Linked DNA regions of Mus musculus: regions 1, 3 and 4 are each linked to region 2. Evidence: chromatin contacts called from public ChIA-PET and HiChIP or PLAC-seq data. All regions are on one chromosome and are shown on one strand. Each heading gives the region's core, a stretch centred on a gene start, on an enhancer-like site or on the middle of the called end of the contact. The rest is flanking DNA. Distances are from core to core; before and after follow the strand shown.

Region 1 (3,611 bases), core at 837-3,336, 550 kb after region 2:
TAGATATGGAGGTAATCATTTAAGGTCTGATTCATCTTTGCAAATTCCCAACACAGCTTCATAGCTTCTGTCTTCAGTTGGTTCCAGGTCAATTCCATTATCTCTTCCAACTGTGGAATCGTTTGCTCATGTTCTCACTCTCAAAGGTCATTATATAGCTATATGTCATTATATAGCTCTTACCTTAGATTCAGAACCTTCTGTCTCTGCTAGGATGACAGGCATGCATCTCTATAGCTAGCTTTCCTTCTTCAGTCAATAGATAACCTGGCCTTTCTGCTTATTGGGTTTCTTGTTTTGTTTGTTTGTTTGTTTGTTTTTGGCTACTTGCTTGATGTTGCACAACTTACTAAGTTTCTTGAGCTATCTGCTGACAATCTGGGCCTAGAACATGTGCCAATTCAAATTCAGCCAGCGTGCAAAAAGGTATAAGATGAAGGGAGAAGACACTGTTAGAAAAGATTGGAATTTATTTAATGCGTTATGGGAGGCCTTAAGTATTATCTGCTTTGTTTTTGAAAGCTGACTTGAAGACAGACAGCAATAGTGGCACATATATCTTGTTGGTTAACCAACAGCTGTTTAATTGGACTTTATGCCTGCTCAATAAGAGAGAAATCACGCCTGATCCTGGAAACCTAGGCGACTATCTGGGGCTAGTGAAGTCATGGATCACGTTGCTAAACCAGCATAGTCCCTAATTACATCCTAAATACTCATCCCTACACCTATAGGTTAAGTGTAGTTCTCACTCTTCATCAAGGAAAACATCTTCTCCAGATAGAGATCATTACAGAAATTGAAACTGATCAGAATGCAGATTGGTGGAGCCCAGTCCCCACAGATAGAACTCCACCACAAGTCCTGAACTTAAGGCTCAGAGATCATTGTGGAAGAAGGGGAGGAAAAGCTGCAACAACCAGAGGACCAGACAGTTCGCTCTAAGATTTATCTCCTTAAAATGTCAGAGAAGCTACATCCGTGAAGTAACATAACCAACATGGCTGCCTAACTGACCTGAGCAAGGACAACATCAGCTAAGCATGGTGTAAGGGAGAAAGCGCACAGGGCCTCAATCCTAGCTAACTAAGGAATTCTGAGAGCTGGAGAAATAATCAGTTTTAGGGAAGAACATAGAAATTGGTTTTCCCATAGCAAATGATCAGCCTTGAAAACATATACCTACTTAACATACAGACTGAATAGGCTGTATTTATATATTTAGGAGCTATATCACAACAAAGAAGAGGCTATGAATTTGAAAGGGTGAGTGTGTGTGTGTGTGTGTGTGTGTGAATATGAGAGGTTTGGAGAGAGGCAGGGGAAAAATGATGTAATTATAATCCAAAAAGATTATAAGAAAAAATGGTGGGCAGGCAAGAATGAAAGTAAAGCTGTAGGAACACTGGCCAGGAAGATTGGTAGCTCTGGAATAAAAAAGCACAGCACTTGAAATTGTTTGTTACAGCGTAAGTAGGCAAGGGTCACTAGGTTTATTACTTAGTAAGTGAACAGAGTGAACAAGGATTGTATGAGACAGAGTGGGAAGAAAAGTCCTTAACCGTCCACGCATATCATTGCAGACGATTCCTAAAGGATCGCTAAATAATGGCGGTTGATTTTTCAGTGACTGGGAAGAAAGGCAGGAAAGTCTTTTCTGGGTGGTCTCCAGGGATGAACGAAAATGTCAGTCCCAAGGCAGTACCTTGAGACGAAAATGAAGGTCTCCCTCTCTAGTTTTTTGGTAAGTAGTAATAAATTTTTTGAGGCTTATATGAAGCACTGAGCAAACAACTGGAAGAAGAGCAGTTTTACTCGCGGAGTGCCACTTGCCTGCCTTCCAGAGGCGAACCCGCAAGCCTAGGCCTTGCCTCTGCTCCCGGGCTGTAGCTTCCGGCTTAGTAGCTGCAGGCTCCGCCCACCACCTTAACCCTTCCCGGTGATCGTCAACTGGGGCGCAACCTTTCGGGGACCGAGTTCTACCGGAGCTCCGGAGCTTTCGTGCGGCGCTGCCACATTGGCTCCGACTATGGGCGGGGCCTCAGTGTTGGGTTCTAGGCGCTTGCGCAGCCAGCTCTGACCTGCCAGAACACACGTCTTTTTCCGGGGGCGCGCGTGCCAGTGAGTGAGCGTGCGCGTTCTTGCTGCCGCCAGTGTTGCTTCCGCCGTCCTCTGCCGCTGCTACGGCTGTCGCCGCCCGGGATCCTCAGGCCGAGCAGTAGGCCGGCCGGCTGCCCACCACTGCCCCGGGACGGAAAGCGGAGCCGCGGAACCGGTGGACCGGCGGGCGTGCCGACAGGTGAGCTCACTCTCCAGTGGCTCTCAAATTAGGTGGGGCCGCGGGGTTCAAGCTGCCGGAGCCGGGCAAAGGGGAGGGGAAGTGGGGCGAGGGCGCCGCAGCAGGAGGTGAAAGCTGCCCGCAGCGGAAATGGCGGCGACCCTCAGCAGCGGCGGCGAGCCCGGCCCTGGGCACCACTAGGCCCTGCTCGACCTTGCGCACGGCGGGGCGGCGCGGAGACGAGGCTTTCCGGGCCAACTCCGGTTCGCACGCGCGGCCGCCTCCGCGGCTCCCGGAACGCAGAAACTGGTGTGTAGGGAGGCGGGCAGTAAAGGCTCCGAGGCTTGTTCACATTCTGGGACGCAGAAATTGCCTTATAGTTGTAAATTTCAAAGGCATTTGATGTATAAAAAAACCCCTAGTTTATATACCTAGGGACGACATTTTAAGAGGCGATTTTGTGTCGTGCTCTTTGGGGAGAGAATTAGGGACTCATTCGTTTAGGCTCCAACTTGTGTTATATGGCTGGATTAAAGACTTGTTTTTCCTTGTGTCTAGGAGATGATTTCTCCGAATTCATTAAGTGCATCTTCGGAAAAATAATGCAAAAGGTAGCTTTAATTTGTTTTCAGATTGGACTTTGGGGAAATTGGGTCGCCGTTTGTTGGACGCTCAGCTGATCATTCATCCTTTATAGGCAGTGTGTCTCAATTGCTAGTGGTTTGTCTGTTTAAACATCAAAACGCTACTTAATAACACAAAGAATTATATTGTCCCATATATTGTCGTGGTTGCCTAAAGACAAAACTCTAATCGTAGGATAATTTTGTTCATTTATTTGCTTTCTTTAAGGAAAGCGTGATCTGTTAGGTGACATTAAAAGCCAGGACTTTCCGCAGTTTCTAACTTAATATGTGTTACGAATCTGTTACCTGTATCAGTATTTTCATACTTAGGCTGGCCCTGTGTGTGTGGACCGCAAGTGTGGAGCCAGTGGAGCCTCTAAATTCGTTCGGGTTTGGGAACAGGGTACCTGCCCTTGGATTCTTTAAGCACCGTGCCGCACAATCTCTTTGCCCCAGCAGCCTCCTTGCTAGTCTCTTAACCAATTTAAGTGCTCAACCCTTGACATTTTTTTCATGACCACTCTCATGTTCCTGTTATGTGAGATATCCTTCGTTTCTACTCCTCTGTTATTCCACTGTGTACTGCTGTAACTAGTCTACTGTCGAATGTTAGACTCTCTGCTTTACTTTTCCCCTCCTTGCTTAATTGTATACAGCACTTGACTCTTCGTTTACTGTGTTAACATATTTAACATTGTTTTTTAGTT
Region 2 (3,739 bases), core at 468-2,967:
ATTAGACTTACAGCGCCCACACACCACACACATGTAATACTGACCTACACACCAAGTGCATATACACGCAGGCATGCATTTACATATGTATGAACAAGTACATACATACCTTCACAAGCTCACATGTACAAAATGTACTTCAACACACCTAGCTTGTGTAGGTCTAGCTGTTTCCTCCCTGCTACCTTCCCTGGGAGCCAAGGAACCGTTTGGACCATGCTGGGCCACATCGAGGGTCTGAGCTCAAGGCCTTGACTACTTTTCTGTTATTTATGTTGTAGTGTCATCTGAGCATGACATGATCATCACCACTGAGAGGCACAGTCACCATGGCTGCCCTCAGCCAGAAAAAAAAAAAAATAAGCAAAGCAGCCCAACAATGGCTAGATGTGTGGTAGTGGTGGTGAGGCCATTAACACATCCTCATGATAAAAGTAGAATCACAGAACCCTTACCGGAGGTTCCAGCCACCATTTTCTTATGCCCTGGGCTTCACATGGTTATGTGTATGTGTTTAAGTTTATAGGAGGTGGAAGGTTGAGCCATTATATCTGGCTTAGATTTTGTTCTTTTGTTTGTAAAGGTAGGATTTCTTTGTATAGCCCAGGTTGGCCTGGCACTCACTCTGTAGACCAGGCTGGCCTGGAAGTCAGAGACCTGTCTGCCTCCCCAGTGCTGCAATTAAGGAATTTGCCACTTATGTTCTTAGTAAGCTTCCTGTCCCCTGCATTTGGCCACTACGTTAGCCTGCAGAGGGCAGGTATGAGTTCTGGAACATCCTGGTATACATAAGAGCCTTTCTCACAAAAACAGAAATGCCATGTTATGAAGCTAGGTGGGGTGTCTATAATTCCAGAACTCAGGAGGCTGAATCGAGTTCCAGGCTAAATTAGGCTATGATGTGAAAGTCTATCTCAAATAACAATATCAGGCTGTGGTTAAGTGACTTAAGGCTACGTTTTTTGTTTCTCTCTTTACACAAAGCTCTAAACCTGTGAAAGAAACTCCAACAGTGGATGGAGAAAGGGATCCACTGTCCCTTGAGGTCCCAACTGTATGGATCTGAATTTGATAAAATGCCTCACGGTAAGTTTCGATGCAGGTACGTTTGATTTGACCTCAATAAAACATTGACTTTTGGCCAATTTGAAAGTCAAACGAGCCGGGCGGCGATGGCTCACATCTTTTGATCCACTCGGGGGGGCAGAAGCAGGCGGATCTTAGAGTTGGAAGCCAGCTAGCTCCAGGGCAGCCAGGGCTACACAGAGAAACCCAGTCTCTTAAAAAATAAATAAACAAACAAGTAAATAAAAATAAAAAGCCCAAGCAAAACCGTCAAAAGGCCAATGAGGAAGGAATTAGTGACACAGGGCGGCCCAAAGTGAACACAAAACTAAAACCCGCCGGCTACTAAATACATTGATTTGACCAGAACTGCTTGCCCAAGTCTATTTTAAACCACGGGTCGGAGTTCGAGTTGACAGAAGCCACGGGAAGTCCCTTGTTCCCGGGCTTGGTCGAGACCGTGGACGCCCTAGAATCCCGCTGGAGATAGCGCAGCCCGGATCCATCTGCGCTGCCCTGCCGCACTGCCCACGCAGAGGCAACCCTGCAAACCTGGCGCTCAGCCGAAGGTTTAGACAGACCGGAAAAGAAGCCTCGCCTCGGGCTCGCGCACAGAGGCGGAAGTACCGCCTCGGAGGCCTCCCATGAGCCCTTGCAAAGCGCGACGTAGCCGGAAGCTGCTGGCGGCTGGTGGGGGGATCTGAGCGCCTAGTCCAGCTTGGCACCTCGGCCGGACCCGACCTCCTGGGGGCAGCAGGTGAGTTTGCGGCCAGGACACCGGGCATCCGCGGACCCTCAGTTCCTTGCCCTTCCGGCTCTCAGATCACCCAGTTCCTGGCCCTGTAATCCTCGATTCTGCAGCCCTAGGCCCCTGGTCCCCCAATACCGTGACTGTCCGACGCCCCCGGTCTTCAGCCCTGACTTACTCCCCGGTGCCTCCCGCGTACCTCCCATTTCCCAGCTTCCTGGCCCCGGGTTCTCCAGTCCTTCGACCCGTGACGTTTTTGTTCCTCGGACCCCAAACTCCAGGATCCCAGTGTGCGGCCGTCCAGACCCCCCCTCCCCTGCCTCCCGGCCTGTGAGCTTTACCGCCCTTCAGCCTAGCGGTTGCAGGGACCTACGTGGCCCCTCAGCGCTCTGGTCCCGAGCAGTCTTGGACGCAGACTGGTTCTGCACTGCCCACTTTGTCGGGAAAGGGCCTCAGCCCTTCACTTCGAAAGAAGATTCTGTCCAGAGGTGCCGGTAAGCCAGGTTTTCTAACCTCAGTTTGTTTGATTTTTCCCTTCTTGGTCTCTGAAGTGAGTCCTCTGCGGAAGGAGGAAAAACAAAACATCTCAACAACAGACCCCCACAGGATCAAGCTTCTAAACTTTTTCTCAATTGTACCTGGCAATAGAATATACTGTATTTGCACTCTTAAGGCACCCACAAGTCAGAAGTAATATACACTGTTCCATAGCTGTGCAATGTTTAGAGCATTGAAGCCCTAACTATAGTTCTGGACGAGGTGATGATCTGATATCGTCTGTTCTTCAGAGTGAAGAAGCATAACTTAGACATGGGTTCTTTGTGTTCTCTGAACGGTTTTTGGTCACCCATACTGTGTAGCCTTAGGGCCAAGCTATGTCCCTAGATGTCCCCTTTGACCTCAGATGTACATCACGTCCCATTTAAGAAGCAAATGTTCTCTAGTGTGACATGTAGCTCACTAAAGTTTGAAATCCTTATTTGCTTCATTATCTACTAGGTATGTCTGCCTGAAGGAAGAGTATTTTGTTGTTTTTTTTTTCATTTCAGCTATTAAGAATTCTTAAGGGTGGGTGATATGGATACCAGGTAGGGGTGCTTGCCACAAAGCCTGACTACCTGAGTTTGATCCTGGTACTCACTTGGAGGAAGGAGATACTCAGCTCCCACCTTCTAGGCTTCTAGGCATGCACTTGTGAGCCCACCCAAGAAAGAAATCTTAAAAAAAAAAAAAAAAGGATTCTTGAGGCCTTCTTTAGGCTGGTTAAACTGAGAGATACTTATTTTCATGTTATTAAGCAACATTTAAGATGATTAATTTGAGCAGGGAAGTAAGTGGTGGAGCATGCCTTTGTTCCCCGCACTTGGGAGGCAGAGGCAGGCAGATTTCTGAGTTCGAGGCTAGCCTGGTCTACAGAGTGAGTTCCAGGACAGCCAGGGCTACACAGAAAAACCCTGTCTTGAAAAAACAAAAAACCCCAGACCAAACCCTAACTTCTCTCCAATATCCAAAGTTTACCACACAGGAAGAGTTTCTTAAATCCAAACCAAGTCAGGCATGGTGGCACCACCTTTGATCCCAGCACTTGGGAGGCAGAGGCAGGCAGATCTCTGTGAGTTTTGGGCCAGCCTGGTCTGCACAGTGAGCTATGTGTAGAGACCCTGTCTCAGGCCCGTAGCTGAGAATGTCCTTCTGCTTGGTTTTACTCAGAGATCCAGAGTTGCCTTAGGAGATGCTGGCTTCTTGCCTGTGTTTGCCTCCATTTGTGGTTGTAAGCCTCTGAGGGCAGCCACAGAGCTTTGGACACTGGGATCCAGTACAGAAACGTGCTGTGGTCTTGGTGACGTTCACGTAGCAGCTAGAAAAGAATGCAGAGAGCTTTGGAACTCAGCTCTAGCTGTGTCTCCCCAAATGCTCTTGAGCTGT
Region 3 (3,372 bases), core at 474-2,973, 530 kb before region 2:
ATGTGTGGGTGTTTAAATGTTTCCAGAACACCATAAAGCAGGAACTGGTGAGCACCACACACAAGGGCTCAGGGTTTCTTCCTGGACCCAGGTGCTGGTCAACTCCAGGCTCCCAAGTTTGTGAGGACTTTGTAGATGATCCCTGGCACCATTACCATTGTGGTGTGTTCAAAGCACATTCCTGGTACCCAGAGCACCAGAATCATTTCTTCCACAGGGATCTGCTGTGTAGGGCCATGAAAGGCAGCCTATTTTGGTTGAATGAGGCTTGCTCCGGCGATCCAGTAGAAAACTCTACAAGGGACACAACAGGGAGCCACGTTCCCAGAGACAGGTGCCTGACACCACAGAGCCCCCCAACTCCATAATTCTGTGATTATAAGTCACTCAGACAATGTCTCAAGCTTCTGGCATTCTGGCTAGACTCCACCCCCACAGTTACCTGACTACAGCCAGGTATGCTCTTCCCCGTAGTTACCTGGAAACAGCAAGATAGTCCAGCCCACTATAAAAGAGGCTGCTTTGCCCCTTCTCAATCTCTTTAAGCTCTCACCTTTCTTACTCTCTTCTCTAGCCCTCCTTCTCTCTCTCCTTCCCCCCTCCCCCTTTCTCCACATGGCCATGGCCAGCCTCTCTCTCTCTTTCTACCCTCTCTCTTTTTTTCCTGCCTTTCTACAATAAAGCTCTAAAACCATAGACTGTCTCTGCTTATCAAGGCCCACCATGCTTGAACAATGGGATAGGCGTTCCCCTAACAAGCCACGTCTAGCCTCCCAACAGAAGGCCTTCCTGCTCTCCAGCCACGGACCGGACCAAGGACTCTCGCCCCCGTGGGAACCACCCAGCAGCCCCTCTCCCCCTGCCTTCTCCTCCCTCTGGCCCAGTGATGATGGAGTCGCCCCCCCCCCTCGGGGGCCCCCCATTTGTTCTCAGCTCTTCCGTGGTGTCCAGCGGTGTCTGGGATGCATGAGACTGAGAACCTGTTGTCTAGGACTGCCCCTTGTCCACCCCCCGCCGAGCTGGGGTTCAGTGGCTTCCTACAGCCAGACACCCACCCCGTTTCACATGGAAAGCATGCAGCAGTATTCCCACGTCCGCCTGCCCACTCCCTCTTTTGCCCATGCCCACTGCCCAACACTGCTGTCTCCTGCTGTGTCCCCTGTTATGGCTTCCGTGGCCTGCAAAACCTGGCTCACCCACATGAATGCACCAGCAAGAAGCAAGAACAGAGATGTGGAGAGGAAAGTGAGACCAGGGGTTCGGAGCTTCCCAGGACCAGAAAACCAAGCATTTCTCCCGGGACCTGGAATTTTCCACAAGCATATCTGTCTCTCATGTGACTTAGCCACATCCTCATTGCTTGAGATGACCAGACCTCCCATGCAGGAACAGGAGGAAGGGGTGTGCTCTCTGCCTTATCAAAGAACTTTTCCACTGTGGCATTTGGGCCCTTGGGCCCCTGCTCAACACTCCCCCCAACTTCCTGTGGGAACCCACATTGAGTTTCACCACAAGTTTCTGAAATGACAGCTTCTTCACCGTTGCCTAGAAAATGGGAGGGGGAAGGGGGATTGCACGCACAAAGCTGAGACCTGTGTCTCCTTCCCCTTCCCCATCAGAACCCAGGTCCAGCTTTGGCCATTACAGAATTCCCATACCTAGCCACAGCTACCATGCTGAGCCCTGGGGAAATGCCCTGTGCACCCAGATGACAGGAAGTGTCATTCAAGACCAGAATGACAGTTTTCTAAGTGCTTCCTCTGAGACTTTCAAGACAGACCATGGTGGACTTCAAACACATCAATTTTCCTTAGAAGGGCCAGGCTCTGAGTAATCCTGACATCATGTAAAGTTTGAACTATAGCCAGCCAAGCCGAGAGCAGTCAGAGCGGAGAACACTGTTACCCTAACAGAAGATAGGGGTGGGAGGGGGAACCCAGATGCCTCAAGTGGGGATGTTAGGGGTCATCTTCCACAGAGAGCACTCTCTGCTCAAGGCTCCCACCCCTACACATGGACCAGAGATTCCCATTCCTTGACCCTAAGAGCCCACACTTTGATCTTAGGAACTTGCATAGACTGACTCCTCAGGACTCCACATCCTGTTCCTTTGAAACCTCCTCATATCATAACCACAAGAACCCCTGACACTGACCCACATACCCAGGGGCTAACTTTGGGACCCAGGAACCCCTCCAGGCTTCATCCGGTGGTACCTGGAGAAGCCAAAACAGGACCTTGCTTTTCTCTACAGAGGCCCACCTTTCCCCCGACTCCTGGTTGCTGAGCAGAGTCAGGGCTGTCCACACTATCTCCAAATATCACATGTAGTTGGTCTGAAGCTTTCTGGTACAAAATCAACCCCCTGGGCACCATCCTGGGCAAGCCCCTCCATACCTATAGCCAAATAGCCACAGGAACTTCCATTTGTGTCTCCCTATGGTGACAAATACATAGTTGCTATTCGTAGTGAGTCTGACCCTGTATCACACCAGGGATGCCCTAACCCACAGACCGTACACGATGGGTGTGAATAGTTCTGCTCAGGAGTGAAAGCAAAATGGGAGCACACATGTGACTATCTGTGCTCAGGCAACACAATAGCAAGACTGAGGCCCATGAAGTCTGTCTCTGTGTGTGTCATCCAAGCTCCATCCCTGGGCCTCAAGCAAGCAAGCAAATGCTCTATCTCAGGTTACACCCCCAGCCTTCTTTTTACTTTTAATTCAGAGACTGGGACTCACCAGTTTGCCCAACTTGGTGTTTAGCTTACAATCCTGCTGCAGTCTACCATGTAGTTGGAATTCTAAGCCTGTGCCACCAGGCCTGGTGTGAAGTTAATCTTAATGTCTTTTATTTAAATCTAATAGAATCATAAAACCACCACGTCGATAAGGAAGCAATGTAAGGAATGACAGATACTCTACTCCCTTTAGCTTCTGCATCTTCAAACGTTTGTATTTTACATCCATTTCTTGTGTCGATTCAGGTACTGAGTTTTTATCATAAATACTGGACTTTGAGAGCTGGCAGGATTGCTCAGTGCATTAAGACAATTGTCACCAAGCCTGGCCACCTAAGTTTAATCCCTAAGACCCACTTGGTGGAAGAAGAAAACCAACCTCACAACGTTTCCTCTGACCTCCCTGTGTATATTGTGGCATGCACAAACCTCACACAAGATAGATAGATGGATGGATAGATAATAAATGGGTGGATTGGTAGATGGATGGATGGATAGATAGATAGATAGATAGATAGATAAATAATAAATGGATGGATTGATGGATGGATGGATAGATAGATAGATAGATAAATAATAAATGGATGGATGGTAGATGTGGTTAAAATTTTTAAAAATAGATTCTGGAC
Region 4 (3,719 bases), core at 670-3,169, 630 kb after region 2:
TGAGTTTCCAGGGTCAAAGCAGAGTGGGGCCTGGCTAGGCACTGTATGTCCACTGTGGACCACTGGCATCCCTATAGTACAGGAGACAGTAAGGCTCAGTGGTTGCCCAATATCACCGACCCCCAAGGGCGGTGGCCCAGACTGAGTCTTGGCTCACCCAGATAAAGGCCCAGTGGCTGGAGTTAACCCAGGACAAGAGCATGGCTACAATAAGGCTGACAATCTCCACCCCACAAAGGTCCTCAGGATACCCAAGGAGGTAACTCTACCACTGGCTATCTGTATCCTCTAGAACTGATTTCTGCCTTAGCTCCTCACCTAGCTTTGGTGGGTCCTGCAACAAGGGAAGTTGGGCCTCCTTCCGGCTGCCTCCCTTTCCAGGTCCACTTTTGCTGGATCCTTGAAGCCGACGGCCTCCTCCAACACAAAAGGATTCAGTCATCTCTGCAGAGTAAGTACACAGACCTATGAGACGAACAGGCTCAACCCAGGACTTTCACTGGGGCTATCCTAGAGGCCCTCAATATGTCTCTCTAGCCCTGACCTCCTATATTGATCACATCAAAAAGCAAGTAATGGAAGCTTCTAACTTAGAGAAGGGGGTTTGCCCAGACAAGGTCTTTCTAAATAACCCAGAAGACATGAGAAGTGTAGAAAGAGCCAAGACTCTTACTACATTTGACACCCTCACCTACACCCTCATCTAGACACACAAAGACCAAAGGCTGCTGAGGATCAGCCTGTCTTCAGAGGGTCCACGCAATTGAAGAAGACTGATAATATTCCTCATAGGGGACAATTAACACTAGTAATGGTTGCTGGCTCACAGGCAGCCACATCACCACACCTCAGGGATAGCTTCTCCTCAGAGTCCTGGCCCCTGCCATCTAGATACACAATACTAACCTACTCAGATAAGAGCCCTTGAAGACCTCTCTCTAGGCAAAGAAGCCAATATGGGTCCTGAAGGCCCATGTCCCCACCACATGCACTCATCCCTCTGGTTGGTAAAGTGAAGATCCACTAGAAATACACTTTAGTCCCATGCTGAGCTATCCTACCTGCCTGCCTTCTCAGCCTTCTGTGCAGACAGGGCCCCTCCACCCAGATGAATACACCACATCAGACCCTCAGCCACCACAGCCTAGGCAGCCACCATTTCTTCTTATTTTCAATAGCTTCTAGGTTCCCTGCCTAGGAAGCCACTTCAGCTAAACAAGTTATAGTCAATACTGGCAAGCAGAGGCTATAGAGTATGCATGCTGCTGCCCTGGGGTTGGGCCTCTGGGGACTGTTCTGCTTGCAGCATCACATACCCTGAAAACCGAGGAAGGCTCTAAGCATAGAATGGTGAGGCCTCGCAGAGGCACCCAAAGCCACAGAAGGGGGCGGTACCAAAGAGCAAGGTTCAAGCAGGTGAGTCCTCTCCTAACAGTTTTTGATCAACTCAAATCAGAGGGGATGTGTAGGGGCTGCGTTATCCAGGAGGTCTAAGGTCAATCACCGTTCATTGCCAAGGACAACACCCCCATCCTGGGCCTAGGGGAGGGGAGGGGAGGGGAGGGGGGGTCTGAAGTCAACTAAAGTTCTCTGGATGTCCTCGTTTTGCAGCTTCATAAGGAAATGAGTTATCCAGAACCCCGATTACATTTGAGGTCCGGGTTATACGGCCTGCTGCAACCTTCTAGTCTTTCAGAGTTAGGGGTAAGGCCTGGCCGCCGGAGTAGGAAGAAAACCCCTCCTCCACCTGGGGTCCCTGCGATCTCCCTTGTAGCCTCCAGGGAGGAGGGCGCTGCCGCGGACGCAGGCCACTCCGCCCGGCCCCGGACGAGCGCAGCCAAGAGGCGCACCTGGAGGCCCGTGGCCACCCACCTGTCACCTGAGGCCGGACGCGGGCTGCAGCCTGGCCCGGAAGCGCCGACCGCGGGGGGGCGAAGGCAGTGAACCAAAATGGCGACTTTTTCTGGAGGAGGAGGCGGGAGGACGGCGCCGACGCGGGGAGCGGGGCGCGGCGCGGGTCCGGGCGCGGCGGGGAGGCGGGCTGGGCACAGGGCTGGTGCGGGGCGCGTGTGGCGCCGGGGCCGCGGTAAAGCGGGCAGGGCCGGCGCTTACCTGCAGCGCCCAAGGGGTGCGGCCGGGCCAGGCCGGAGCCAGAGCCGGGCCGGGGCGCGGGGCGCGGGGCGCGGGGTCCGGGCGGCGCACACTCCGCGCCGTGCTGCGCACATGCGCGCTCCCGCCCCTCCTACCTTTGACAGTTTTACTGCGGGGGGGAGGGGGGCGAACTCTCGCGGTATTCACGCGGCCGCCGCTGCGGGGAAGGGGCCGGTGGGGCCGTTCCGCCGCTCCGGGCAGTGCGGTCCGTGGCCCAGGTGGTCCTGGCCTCCAGGGCCGAGCGATCGGTCACGCGTGCCTTGGGCAAGAGTCGCTTTGTGGACAGTCCAGTAAACTGAGGCACGTCAGGAACTCTGGACACTACCGCAAATCCTGCCTGACGGATTAAGCAACCGGTGTGGTTGCGCTGGCTGAAGTAGATCCTATGAAGGGTTATAGGACATCTGTAGGCTGTCAGGGGGCACCTCAGCCTCTATCTGTCCCTTAGGCCACCTTAATCTAGACACGAAGACCGATAGGCCTTATTGCGGTCACTGGCTATTGAATCAACTTCTCCCTTCTTTGTGAACAGTGTGGTCCTAGACCAACAGCCAGTAAGTATCTAACTTCTCTGGCCCCGAGCCTGGGCTGCTAGTGTAAGATCTAGGGGGTGGGTGGGAGGATGACAGCACAGCCCACACAACTTGGAAATAAATGAGGCAGAGAAATAAACACCCTTTTGACAGACTAGGAAGGGGAAATAAATGAGGCAGAGAAATAAACACCCTTTTGACAGACTAGGAAGGGCCAACTGGCTGATAAGGAGGTAGAATGCAAAGCCTGGGGCTCCACAGGAGCACTCAATAGGGAAGGGAAAAATTCAGCTTTCATTTGAGTCATAATACTGTTACATGTTCTCAGCCATGCCCACTGTTTTTTTTTTTTTTTAAGATTTATTTATGTTATGTATGTGAGTACACTGTAGCTGTCTTCAGACACATCAGAAGAGGGCATCAGATCCCATTACACATGGTTGTGAGCCACTATGTGGTTGCTGGGAATTGAACTGAGGACCTCTGGAAGAGCAGTCTGCGCTCTTAACCACTGAGCCATCTCTCCAGCCCCCCCCCCCCACTGTTTTTTCTAAAACAACTTTTCACTATGTAGCCCTTTGTAGACCAGGCCAGCATCAAACTCAGAGATCTGCCCGTCTCTGCCTCCCATATGCTGGGATTAAAGACGTCTTTTACCTTTTGTGAGTCTCCCAGGATGTGGAACATCAGACTGTTGGTGGGGATCAGTGTGCACACAAAGGTGTGTTCAACTTTCCCTGTGTAAGTCTGAGTTTTCACAAGTGTGATATACCAATGCCCATAGGTTATTACATGTCTAAGTGACCATGTGTTATCAGGTGGTAGTCATATATGGGCATCATGATGTAGGTGAGGGCACTACATTCCCTGAAGCTGTGAACTGCCTGAAGAGGGTGCTGGAAACTCAATTCTGCAAGAACAGCAACTGTGTTCTCTCTCTCTCTAGCCCCACCTCCCTGCAATTTTTCTTTATGTGTGTATCTAAGTGTCAAGACATTTTGCAATGCACTTATGTGCACCATGGGTTATGTCATG

The links. ChIA-PET counts read pairs in DNA pulled down with a chosen protein or histone mark. HiChIP or PLAC-seq counts read pairs in DNA pulled down with a chosen protein or histone mark.
Region 1: a contact with region 2 is called in an H3K27ac HiChIP or PLAC-seq map of regulatory T cell precursor, with 11 times the contacts expected there. The contact joins the promoter of Dnajc5 here to the promoter of Arfgap1 in region 2. A contact is called at or near these places in 5 of 39 promoter capture datasets (the SN4741 cell line, cranial neural crest, liver and 1 more), 3 of 484 Hi-C or Micro-C datasets (CD4 T cells, CD8 T cells and cardiomyocytes), 10 of 115 datasets of contacts at active chromatin or transcription factors (the SCID.adh cell line, effector CD8 T cells, embryonic stem cells and 4 more) and 1 of 9 other capture datasets (macrophages).
Region 3: a contact with region 2 is called in an RNA polymerase II ChIA-PET map of memory CD8 T cells, with 13 read pairs. The contact joins the enhancer-like site here to the promoter of Arfgap1 in region 2. A contact is called at or near these places in 1 of 39 promoter capture datasets (embryonic stem cells), 7 of 115 datasets of contacts at active chromatin or transcription factors (bone marrow-derived macrophages, effector CD8 T cells, embryonic stem cells and 3 more) and 1 of 9 other capture datasets (liver).
Region 4: an H3K27ac HiChIP or PLAC-seq map of regulatory T cell precursor shows a contact between it and region 2, with 6 times the contacts expected there. The contact joins the promoter of Zfp512b here to the promoter of Arfgap1 in region 2. A contact is called at or near these places in 7 of 39 promoter capture datasets (the 3T3-L1 cell line, cranial neural crest, erythroid cells and 3 more), 6 of 484 Hi-C or Micro-C datasets (CD4 T cells, CD8 T cells, embryonic stem cells and 2 more), 9 of 115 datasets of contacts at active chromatin or transcription factors (astrocytes, bone marrow-derived macrophages, embryonic stem cells and 5 more) and 3 of 9 other capture datasets (adipose tissue, liver and macrophages).

The regions. Positions count from the first base shown.
Region 1 is chr2:181,518,399-181,522,009 of GRCm38.p6, forward strand. It overlaps Dnajc5 (DnaJ heat shock protein family (Hsp40) member C5), which reads left to right and starts at 2,087. Exons shown (of 5, transcript NM_016775.3): 1 at 2,087-2,299.
Region 2 is chr2:180,965,508-180,969,246 of GRCm38.p6, forward strand. Arfgap1 (ADP-ribosylation factor GTPase activating protein 1) reads left to right here and starts at 1,718. Exons shown (of 14, transcript NM_145760.3): 1 at 1,718-1,822; 2 at 2,095-2,307.
Region 3 is chr2:180,435,883-180,439,254 of GRCm38.p6, forward strand. No RefSeq gene overlaps it. Among named protein-coding and RNA genes, the nearest start is that of Slco4a1, 19 kb to the right of the region's middle. Within about 2 kb of position 1,724, at least 97 of the 459 cell types and tissues checked have an H3K27ac peak or open chromatin away from gene starts, as enhancers often do. A contact at or near this core is called in bone marrow-derived macrophages, effector CD8 T cells, memory CD8 T cells and 2 more, where this site is marked.
Region 4 is chr2:181,590,542-181,594,260 of GRCm38.p6, forward strand. It overlaps Zfp512b (zinc finger protein 512B), which reads right to left and starts at 1,920. Exons shown (of 17, transcript NM_001164597.1): 1 at 1,880-1,920; 2 at 319-444; 3 at 1-71. The coding sequence starts at 442.